Linked DNA regions of Mus musculus: all the other regions are linked to region 1. A link is a contact called in public ChIA-PET and HiChIP or PLAC-seq data. All regions are on one chromosome and are shown on one strand. Each heading gives the region's core, a stretch centred on a gene start, on an enhancer-like site or on the middle of the called end of the contact. The rest is flanking DNA. Distances are from core to core; before and after follow the strand shown.

What was found. ChIA-PET counts read pairs in DNA pulled down with a chosen protein or histone mark. HiChIP or PLAC-seq counts read pairs in DNA pulled down with a chosen protein or histone mark.
Region 2: a FOXA1 HiChIP or PLAC-seq map of pancreatic cancer cells shows a contact between it and region 1. The contact joins the enhancer-like site here to the promoter of Tor3a in region 1. A contact is called at or near these places in 2 of 39 promoter capture datasets (the C10 cell line and stem cell-derived epiblast-like cells), 2 of 484 Hi-C or Micro-C datasets (stem cell-derived germline stem cell-like cells and undifferentiated spermatogonia), 5 of 115 datasets of contacts at active chromatin or transcription factors (embryonic stem cells, large pre-B cells, pancreatic cancer cells and 1 more) and 3 of 9 other capture datasets (adipose tissue, liver and pancreatic islet).
Region 3: a contact with region 1 is called in an RNA polymerase II ChIA-PET map of memory CD8 T cells, with 8 read pairs. The contact joins the enhancer-like site here to the promoter of Tor3a in region 1. A contact is called at or near these places in 1 of 39 promoter capture datasets (liver), 2 of 484 Hi-C or Micro-C datasets (bone marrow-derived macrophages and muscle stem cells), 2 of 115 datasets of contacts at active chromatin or transcription factors (memory CD8 T cells and pancreatic cancer cells) and 3 of 9 other capture datasets (adipose tissue, liver and pancreatic islet).

What each region holds. Positions count from the first base shown.
Region 1 is chr1:156,672,994-156,676,501 of GRCm38.p6, forward strand. Tor3a (torsin family 3, member A) reads right to left here and starts at 1,346. Exons shown (of 6, transcript NM_023141.2): 1 at 1,093-1,346; 2 at 537-653. The coding sequence starts at 1,312.
Region 2 is chr1:156,506,093-156,509,597 of GRCm38.p6, forward strand. No RefSeq gene overlaps it. Among named protein-coding and RNA genes, the nearest start is that of Gm39682, 31 kb to the left of the region's middle. Within about 2 kb of position 1,864, at least 31 of the 459 cell types and tissues checked have an H3K27ac peak or open chromatin away from gene starts, as enhancers often do. A contact at or near this core is called in pancreatic cancer cells and stem cell-derived germline stem cell-like cells, where this site is marked.
Region 3 is chr1:156,458,482-156,462,013 of GRCm38.p6, forward strand. The region is part of intron 2 of Soat1 (sterol O-acyltransferase 1); the gene reads right to left. Among named protein-coding and RNA genes, the nearest start is that of Soat1, 14 kb to the right of the region's middle. Within about 2 kb of position 1,365, at least 137 of the 459 cell types and tissues checked have an H3K27ac peak or open chromatin away from gene starts, as enhancers often do. A contact at or near this core is called in adipose tissue, bone marrow-derived macrophages and memory CD8 T cells, where this site is marked.

The sequences.
Region 1 (3,508 bases), core at 96-2,595:
TTCCTCTGCCTCTACTACCCTCTTAACTCCCCTTTCTTCCCCTGCTGGCCCTTCAGCGGGAAGGGATGCCTTGGCATGGGCCCACTGAGGCACCCCCTTTCCATACCTCCCCACAACCCCATAGAACATATCTTAAACTTCTTAATCTTTTTATAAACAAATCACTAAGTATCTCCATACTCTAAAAAACAAACAAACAAAACAAACAACAAAAACCCAGGAGGGCTGAGGGATGAAGTACTTGCCTGGCTCTCCTGAGGACTAGTATTTTGAAAACAGCCACATAGCAAGTATTTGGGCACTTTTCCTAGTTGGTATAATGTAACATCCGCTAAGGGCACTATCAGTGCTGCTGTTTTGTCGTCCCTATTGTTGGAGAGTGTCCTTTCTGGAAATCGTGGAGTTCAAAGTCTTGTCAGAGAGGTCCTCAAATAATTGCAGACCCGTGAGGGGTAGGTTTCTCACCAGTCGCTTCTCCATACTCACCAACCCCCTCCCCCAGATACCTGAACCCTGAAAATCACGTCAGCTCCAACCTGTCAAGTTGTTGGAGATCCTGCAATCGCCGCCGCCGCTGCAGCAGTCCTGAAAGCGACAGAGCCATGCAGTGAGCACATCCAGCGACCGCCGGCCCCACAGAGGAAGGCTCCAGCCTGGAAAGGAAATGCTATGAGATGGCAAGATAGGGACAAGAGAGACAGTCCTGAGGTTTCTCAGTGTGACAGCGCCCAAACCAGAGTTCAGGTCCCAACTCACAGCCAGGTTCCCTCGTACGCCCCAGCGCTTCCTCTCTAAGCCTTAGAAGTGAAAGTATCTGGGGTTGGGACAATCACCAAGTATGTCTACAAACGGCTTTCCTTAAACCATCATCAATAAAGCGAGCAAGAATGGGGAGGCTTGAGTGTCTAGAGAAATCAGGGCAGGTGAGGGGCGGCAGAGCAGCCAGACCTTTAGTTGTCCCTAGGGGCTGCACCTAGAGTCGTGCGGAGGTGGGGTGCAGTGACCAGGCCCCTGATGCAGGCCTGCAGTACGCAGTGCTTAAGAGTGAGACTGGCAGGTGAGCGAGGGGTCGGCGGCGGGGACCGCTCTTACCCAGAGGCGGCACGGGGGTCTCCTGGTCTTCACAGTGATCGGGCCACAAGGTGCAGCTGAAAAGCTCCCAGTACCGTTTGGAGAGGGCACCGGCCTTCCTCAGCTGCTCCTTCAGGCCTTTGACGCTCGGCCAAGGGGTGGGCTCGTCGGCCTCCTGGCCCTGCGCTCCCGGGGGGCGCAGCGGCAGGAGCAGCAGCAACCAGAGAGCGCCAAGAAACATGACCGGAGCGAGCGCTTCCGCCTCCAAGAGTCCCGGGACCCAGGACTCATCGACACCCACCAGCCGGCGCGGCCCAGGATTGGCGTCGCCGTGGTGACCGCTCCGCCCTCGCAGAGGCTGACTGAGCAACCCATCCTAATGGAACCAAGTTTCGATTCAGACCAGAGACCCATCCGAAATGAAACTCAAACTGGTGTCCCGGACTGCAGGAATCCTGAGCCCCTGTCTGCCCCTCGGGATGCAGGCTATTCTGGGGCATGCCTGTGGCCTCAAGTGGCCACGAAATGGCCACTGCCAGCCATTCAGCTGCGCCTCCCACATAAGAACCCCTTTTGGTGCCCTGCCCTCGTAGGTCAGCTTTCTGCCAACAGGAGGGTGATGAAACCGTCTGAGCAGGGAGCGTTTTTTTGTTGTCAGGGGAGTCAGCTGGGTGCAGAAGCAGTCCGAAGAGTGTGAGCAGTGGAGAGCTGGGTGGCCTGGTCCTCTAAAGAGGAAAATGAAACAGTAGAGAGCAGTGAGCAGCAGCAGGCTTTCATGGATGCCAGTCTAGCAGAAGCAAGAAGTAGGGTAGGATGGTATTTGAGTTCGGGAAAACCCCGGGTTAAGAGGAAATTGTATCATGTGAGAATTACAGATGTTAGGCTAAGTACTTGCCCACGCATAGCTAGGTTTTAAAACCTGATCAGATGCACCAGGAGGCAGAGGCAGAGGCAGGCACAGCTCTCTGAGTTCAAAGCTAGCCTTGTCTACATACTGAGTGCCAAGCCAGCTACAGTTACATAGTGAGACCCTGTCAATATTTAGAAAACACCAAAAACTCAGGCTTGGTTCCCAGCTTGGCATCAGGAGGAAGGTGGTGGAAATTAGAAGTGAGCCCTAGTGGAGGTCTTTGGGTTACTGGGGTGGGGGCATGTTCTTGAAAGAGAATTGTGGGTGAGCAGTTTTGTTCTACCAATTGCTCCCGCCACGATGCACTCTGCCCACCTTTCCCAGAGGTCTGTAAGTAGTGAACTTGACCTTCAAGGTTATGAACCAAATAAACTGTTTCTTTGATAACTCTCGGGTGCTTGCCAAGGTGGCAGGAAACTGACCCACTTCTTTACACTTAGTTGTAAATAAATAAATAAAATAAATAAATAAAATTTGTAAATAAGTAAAATAAATATCTGAGCATGCATGACAGTCTAACATACTATGGGTTTTTGTTATTGTTTGGATTTTTTGTTTGCCTGTTTTGTTTTCGAGACAAGGTTTCTCTGTGTAGCCCTGGCTGTCCTAGAACTCACTTGGTAGACCAGTTCACTTTGAACTGATTGCTATGTTGGGTGAGAGACAGCAGAAATCAGTCTTCTATGTGGATATCCAGTTTATCAGCACCATTTGTTAAAGAGGCTGTTCTTTTCTAGATGTATGCATTTTATATCTTTGTAAAATAATTAAATGGCTATGCTTGTATAGTTTAAACAAAGCAATAAAAAAATCTTGAGGTGGGGGCTGGTGAGGTGGCTCAGCGGTTAAGATCACTGACTGCTCTTCCGAAGGTCCTGAGTTCAAATCCCAGCAACCACATGGTGGCTTACAACCATCCGTAATGAGATCTGATGCCATCTTCTGGTGTGTCTGAAGACAGCTACAGTATACATACATTAAATAAATAAATAAATCTTTTTGTTGTTGTTTATTTGTTTGGGTTTCTTGTTTTTGTTTTTTTTGGTTTTTTTGTTTTTTTGTTTTTTCGAGACAGGGTTTCTCTGTATAGCCCTGGCTGTCCTGGAACTCACTTTGTAGACCAGGCTGGCCTCGAACTCAGAAATCCACCTGCCTCTACCTCCCAAGTGCTGGGATTAAAGGTGTGCGCCACCACGCCCAGCAATAAATAAATCTTTAAAAAAAAAATCTTGAGGTAAAGGTTTCACCAAGAAGTCGGCCCCACAATGAAACAACAACCGGATTGTACACCGGGGTTTGGATCAGTCTCTAAGTATTTCTGTAAATTCGTCACATCCCATTCTTGTGGGACTAGTGGATGTAAACATCAGGAAGAGCGCGTGGGCCATGGGGACACCTAGAGGCCACTGTGGGAATTACAGGAAGCCGTGAGGGCTCGCCAACTAGTCAAGCAGTCTAAAGATCCAAGGCATTGCCTAAGAACTTGTCCGTAAACGCAGAACTTGAAGTGTAGATCTCTAAGTTCGA
Region 2 (3,505 bases), core at 614-3,113, 170 kb before region 1:
CTGAAACTAAGCTATCTAACAATCCAGTAAATCAATAAAGAGAGAATTGTCAGCCAAATTCCCAGAACAGACTGGTTTAACAGGGCAAGCAGCTGCAGGTGAATTCAGCCATACAGTGACTGCTTCCCATGAAGGGGACCCTGGGTTCCATCCCCAGCACCAAAACCAAAATGAACAAAATCAGCCGATACACTACAAAAAAATTAACTGGCATGCTTATGAGGTTGCTTCTGGCCTTAATTCTTACATATACACAAGAAAAGAAACCTGACATTGAGTAGTTATTTCTTTCCATTGTTCTCCTCCATGTCTGCCTTACAAAACTAACAACTTTGTTTCTTTACTGTTTTCTGTGACATGATCTCACTGTGTAGCCTAAGCTAGCCTGACCTCCTGGTCCTCCACCACACAATTACTGGGATTATAGAGAATACTACTTTCTTATTTAAGGTTTCTATTGCTGTGAAGAGACCACAGCAGTTCTTACAGGAAGACATTTAATGAGGGCTGGCTTACAGTTCAGAGGTTTATTATTGTCACGGGGAAGGAAGCATGGTGGCATGCAGGCAGACATTGCATGATGCTGGAGGGTTCTACATCTGGATCCGAAGACAGCAGGAAGAAAGTGGGACACTGGCTTGTCTCAAGCACGGGAAACCTCATAGCCCACCCCCAGTGACACACTTCCTCCAACAAGGGCACACCTACTCCAACAAGACCTCACCTCTAATAATGTCACTTCTTATGAGTCTATGGGGGCCATTTTCATTCAAACCACCACAGCTATCCTGCCTGGCAGAATGGTAACTTTAAAATGGCTGAACTTCTTTTTTGTTTTGTTTTGTTTTGTTTGTTCATTTCTCTTTTACGATTCATTATTGTTTGAGATTGTTTGATTTTTAAGTTTTATTATTTAAGTATGTGTATGTATGTGTGTCTGTGCCCGAGGAGATCAGACAAGCACTGGCTCCCTGAAGCTAGAGTTCCAGGCATTTGTGAGTTGCCTGATGTGGGTGTTGGGAATCAAACCCGAGTCCTCTTACAGAGGAATACGTTCCTTAACCATCAAGCCATTCCTCCAGCCCTTGTTTGCCTTTGAGACTGGTTCTCTCATAGACCAAGCTGATCATAAATTCACTATTGCTGCTGAGAATCACCTTGTACCGCCGATCCTTCTTCCTCCACCTCCTAAGTATTGGAATTACAGATGTGTGCTGCCGGGCCTGTTTTATGTGGTGGTGGGGATCAAGGCAAGGTCTTCATGACTGCTGGGAAAGCACCCCCTAACTGAACTGTAGAACCAGCACCCTGATTTTACTCTTTATTCTGAGGCAGGACCTCACTAGCATACCCTGGGTGCACTCTTCCTTCAGAACAACTTTGAGCTTGGAATCCCTCAGCCAACCTCCCACAGCTGGATTGCAGCCTTGCGTGACATAGACCTGGCTTTCTCCTGTCTTTAGGTTTGGACTTGGGCTAGCCTCATCCTGTCGGTTCTCCTGCTTATCAGGCTGTTAGACTCAAAATATAATTATGTCATCAGCTCTTCCAGGCCTCCAGGGCTGTCACATGAAGACCAATGGTGATTGTGTTTGGGACTTAAATTTCTTCTCTCAGCAACTTATTGTGAGAGAGGTGAACCTGGTCTGGTTTAATTTAAGCTCAGTTTGATTCAAGCAGATTAAAGAGGACGAGGAAAACACAGACATCATGGATATTACCGGTGTTGTGTGACAAAACGTTTCCTGGGGAGAAATAACACATGGGTTTATTCACCCCAGATAGATATCCCACCACAAACCAAAGTATGCATACCATCTGACTTGGTGACCAATGAGTTTTATTAGGATTACTTACAGGAATATGAGTGAGGGATTACTCACAGGAGTGGAAATGACTCAAAGAAAACTGCATCATCAAGGCCCACCCCAGCATGGTGACAACTCACAAAATCTGAACTCTGCTGCTTTCTGCTTCTTTCAGTGGCTGGTCAAGTATCAGAGCCTTCTTTGAAGCTTGTCTTGTATGAGAGTCCTCTCTGAAGCTCAACTCCTTCTGAGAGAGGCTCTCAGCTTTGATTGCTTACTCTGGCAGGGAGGGACCAAGTGAATCTGTTAAGTTTCAGGGACTTCCTGAAGCCATTTTGAATTGTCTACCTTCCTGCTTAAAGAGGTCCCCTGTGGGATGGACTGTTTCAATCTTGGGAAAAGCTGTTACAGAACATTGGAATAGGTAACTCTCACTACTTCCACACCCCAAACACTGAAAGATAAGACAGAAAAGGCTTTCAGTAACAGAATCAATAAAATCTTTAAGTAATCCAAGTGATATTTCCATGTACCAATTATACTGAAGAAACTGTCCTCTCTAAAACATTAAGACTAAAAAGAGAAGGCAGTGACGAAGCAAAGAAGGGAGGTGATCCCCAGGCAATGAGGGTGCTTTTCTTAATCCCAGCACTGGAGAGGCAGAAGCAGGTGGATTTTTGAGTTCAAGGCCAACCTGGTCTGCAGAGTGAGTTCCAGGACAGCCAGGGTTCTATAGAGAGACTCTGTCTCTAAAAGAAAAGAAAAAGAAAAAAGAAAAGAATGGAGCTGTCTCAAGGGTGACATATAGACATAGTTGGCAAATTTGGCAAATAAGAATCCAATACACTCAGTATTTGATCTAACAACCCTGGCTTTAGAAAAGTTTGAGAATAGTTACTGGACCAGAAATGAAATAACTTCTACAAGTGCCTAATTTTTCAAGAGGATTGTCTTTTTTCTTTTTCCTTCCTTCCTTTCTTCCTTTCTTCCTTCCTTCCTTCCTTCCTTCCTTTCTTTCTTTCTTTCTTTCTTTCTTTTTTTTTTTTTTTTTTGTGTGTGTGTTTTTTGTGTTTTTTGAGACAGGATTTCTCTGTGTAGCCCTAGCTGTCCTGGAACTCACTCTGTAGACCAGGCTGGCCTTGAACTCAGAAATCTGCCTGCCTCTGCCTCCTGAGTGCTGGGATTAAAGGCGTATGCCACCAACGCCCGGCTTTTTCACTTTTTTTTCTTTCGATTTTTTTCTTTTTCTTTTTGAGATGATTGTCTAATGGGCATAAATCTGGGCTGGGATGTAGCCCAGGTGCAGAAGCTGGGCTCACCATGCTTACACCATAGATTTGATCTCCAGCTAAAAGAACAGGAGTGGGAGAGGAAGGGACTGCATGGGAAGCCATAAGCCTGACTGAGAAGGCTTTAGTCAGTCAGCTTAACCAAGTCAAGCCTCCACATTTGTACAGGTAGGAAGTGCTCCAGGAAAGTGTCCTGGTTTGCTCTCTGTTGCTGTGATAAAACACTCTAAGAGAAGTGTAGAGCGCCGGGTGTGGTGGCGCACGCCTTTAATCCCAGCACTCGGGAGATAGAGGCAGGCAGATTTCTGAGTTCAAGGCCAGCCTGGTCTACAGAGTGAGTTCCAGGACAGCCAGGGCGATAACAGAGAAACCCTGTCTCGAAAAACCAAAACAAAAACCAGAGAAGTG
Region 3 (3,532 bases), core at 115-2,614, 210 kb before region 1:
TTTTTATAAATTCATTGCAAAGCTGGCCCAAGACCACAGAATGAAAGATTTAAAAAGCTAGAACCCTAAGTGACACGTGATAAACACATGGATTCTTGCCAAAAGCTAGAGCTTTTGCCCACTGGCGGCCACACAACATGTGGACCTTTCACTACACAGGACCCAAGGCCAGGCTCTTTACAGAATGGCAAAACCTAGGGCCTGTTTGGACTTCAGACTTGGAAGTCGAATAGAATACCACCTTAGTGCTAAGGATCCACATGGCCACGTCCTCAGGGTCCTAGACAGAAACAGAAGGTAAAAGAAAGGAAAGTGTCTCTCCTTCAAAAGACCGGAACAGAGTCCCCTGAAACCTTGCAACACTCCAGTGGATTTTGCAACCTAAAGTTTTGTTATCTCAAAAACCTCAGAGTGTGTTTGTTTAACAGCAAACTCGAGCTGCGTTCCTAGACTGCCAATAGATAAATACAATTCCTCCCAGGAAGGTCACAGAATCAGCCAAGGCCTTCAACAATTCTAACAGACAGAGCTCTGAGCACAGAGAAGCCTGTCCTGGTTACAAACCAAAGAGAAACAGCAGGGGCGAAACAAAGGGGCTCAGGTCAGAAATATTAGACATTAGTAATGCCATGTAGACAATTCATTTATGTACATACATACATACATTTTATGTATATGTATTTGGCATATTTTATGTTTAATTACATATATATGTATAGATAAATAGTCTTAAATAATAATGAAAAAATGATGGTAAGCATATGCTAAAATGATTTTTCCAGAAAAAAAATTGTATGAAGACTTGTTAGGTTCCTGGGACTTGTATCTTGGTCGAACGTCAACCTTGCGTTGCTTTCCAATATTGTATTTAATATGCTTTTCTCCAAAAGTCAGATTATATACTTATTTTCTAGGTTACCAACTGCATGGTAAATCAGTGTTGTCCAAAGTTGTACTCACTAACTATATAGCCCAGGATGGCCTCAAACTCACAGTAATCCTCCTGCCTCTGTTTGGATTACCAACACTCACCAAGTTAAAGTAAAGCTCTGTTTTATTTTCAAACAGTATCTCACATAGCCCAGGCTGGCCTTGAACTCCTGATCTGCCTGCATACAGCTCACGAATTAGGATTATAGGTGGTAACACCACACCCTGCTTAATAAGGGTTTTTTAAAAGCTACAAAATAAGACTTTTAGGTAAGTTGGCAAACTGCAATCTGCCTCTATGACACAGTACAAAAGTGTCAAAATTAAAACACAGACTCTATTCCAAAAAGGAAGTGTTTCTGAAACCCTTCAAGCATGACAGTCAAATGAGTAGAAACAGGACATGTGGCTCGGGGTTCACCACACCTATCTCATCCAGGAAATAAACCAGGAAGTCTGGTGAGAAGAAACAGACAGCCTGCCCACAGGCCGGAGCCAGCTCCCACAAGCTTCTAACTACTTCTAGTTTTGCTGAGAGTGTGACTTCTCTGTCAGGACTGGTGATAGCAGCTGAGAAGGGCTGCTCCAACTCAGAGAGCTAGGGTGAGTGCCATCTTAAGAAGAAACCTATGGTTAAAAGTGAACTGGGGGTGGGGTGAGGAGGGGCGGTGGTGGTGCATCCCTTTGATCCCTGCACCTCAGAAGGCAGAGGCAGGTGGATTTCTGAGTTAAAGGCCAGCCTGGTCTACAGAGTGAGTTCCAGGGCTACACAGAGAGATCCTGCCTTGTAAAACCAAACCAAACAAACAAACACATTAAAGAAACAGAACAAAAAGCACCTGGGCTGAGAATGGTAAGATGGCTCAGCTGGTAAAGGTGCTTCCTGCCAAGACCGAAGGCCTGAGTTCAAGTTCCCAGGACCCACATGATAGGAGGAGAACACCGACTCCCAACACTTGTCCTCTGATGCCACACATGTGCCACAGCACAGTGATACTGGGGGGCAGTAGGAACATAACGGAAGGTCACCTAGAGTTCAAGGCCAACCTGGGCTATAGAGTAAATGCTGTCTCAAAGCAACAAGTGCTGTGAGATAGCTCAACCATCTATCTGTCTTCAGTACCTGGAACCCAGAGTAGACCAAAGTTCCAACTCCCGAAGCTGACCTCTGACCTCCACACATGCTGTGACTGACCTCTGACCTCCACACATGCTATGGTACATGTGCACCCACACTCACACATGTACATCATACACATACAATAAATAATAATAATAATAATAATAATAATAATAATAAAAGCAAAGGAAATAGAAACCCATCTTTGTGTATTAACTTAAAAATTAATTTTAAAAACTGAAATGGAAGATATGACAGTATAGTTGGTTTAGACATAATAGCAAAATACAAAAAAATCCTGACTTTAAGATGCAATTCTTTAAACAACAGCTCTTCCCAGCAGTCCATTTAGCCCTTGTGACCCAACTATCCTGCAGTTTTCCTCTAGCAAATCCTGCGAAGATGATTTACCCTTCTCCCTACCCTGCTCTGTGGGCTCTGAACTGCTAACCCTTTACCTGGAAACTCACTACCAATCTCTAAAAAGTATAACTACGAGGTGACAGATAGGCCTGGTCTAACCACTGCCAACACTGTCAAGATCTGATCCATACACATAATCAGTTACTTCACTGATAACTTGTAAAGAATGTGTCACACATCAATAAGTTAAGCAAAACCCAGTGGGGGGGGGGGGCGGGGAGCAGGAGTTTGTACCTGTTCTGTTTTCAAAATAAATAAGCTAACTCAAAGAAACGTCATGTCCATTGCCACGTGGCCAGTGCATAATTGAGCCTAACGAAAGCCACATTTTCCGACGTTCCCAGTCACACAGCATTAGGAGCACTCAAAAACCTAAGCTTGAAGCAAAAGCACTCTTCCTGGTGGCCATGGAGTGCTGCAAGGTGACAAGTGATTTTATAGGCTTCAGTTCTTATAAAGAACATTTGTCTGCTTGCAGCAAGTACAGACTTAACTAATGCTTAGGCAGTGACCAGCAAGGCTGTGTGGCTTACTGAAGGCCAGACTAACTTTACAATTCTGAGTACTGCTGGAAAGAAGGTTAAATGGCTAGGAGCACTGTAGAAGACCCAGGTTCAATTCCTAGCACGTACATTATAACTCAAAACCATCTGTAGATCCAGTGCCCTCTTCTGACCTCTATGGGTACCAAGTACACATGTGTACACATATATACACATGCCAGCAAAATACTCATACACAAAAGCATTTCTTTAACCTTCTCATTTTTTTTCCCTAAAACAGACTACTTTCATCCTAGCTTTACTGTGCTTGCCAAAAAGAGATAAAAATAAGAGTAATTTGAAAGCTGTCAGGGGGTGGGCAAGGGGGGGGGGTTGAAGAGAGGCTCAGGGGTTAAGAGCACTAACTGTTCTTCCAGAGGTTCAATTCTGAACAGCTGCATAGAACTCACAACTGTCTGTAACTCCAGTTCCAGGGGTTCTGTGGCATCCTAACGCAGGCAAAACACCAATGCACATAAAACAAAAAAAAGTGTGTGTGTGTGCGTATTATGTATGT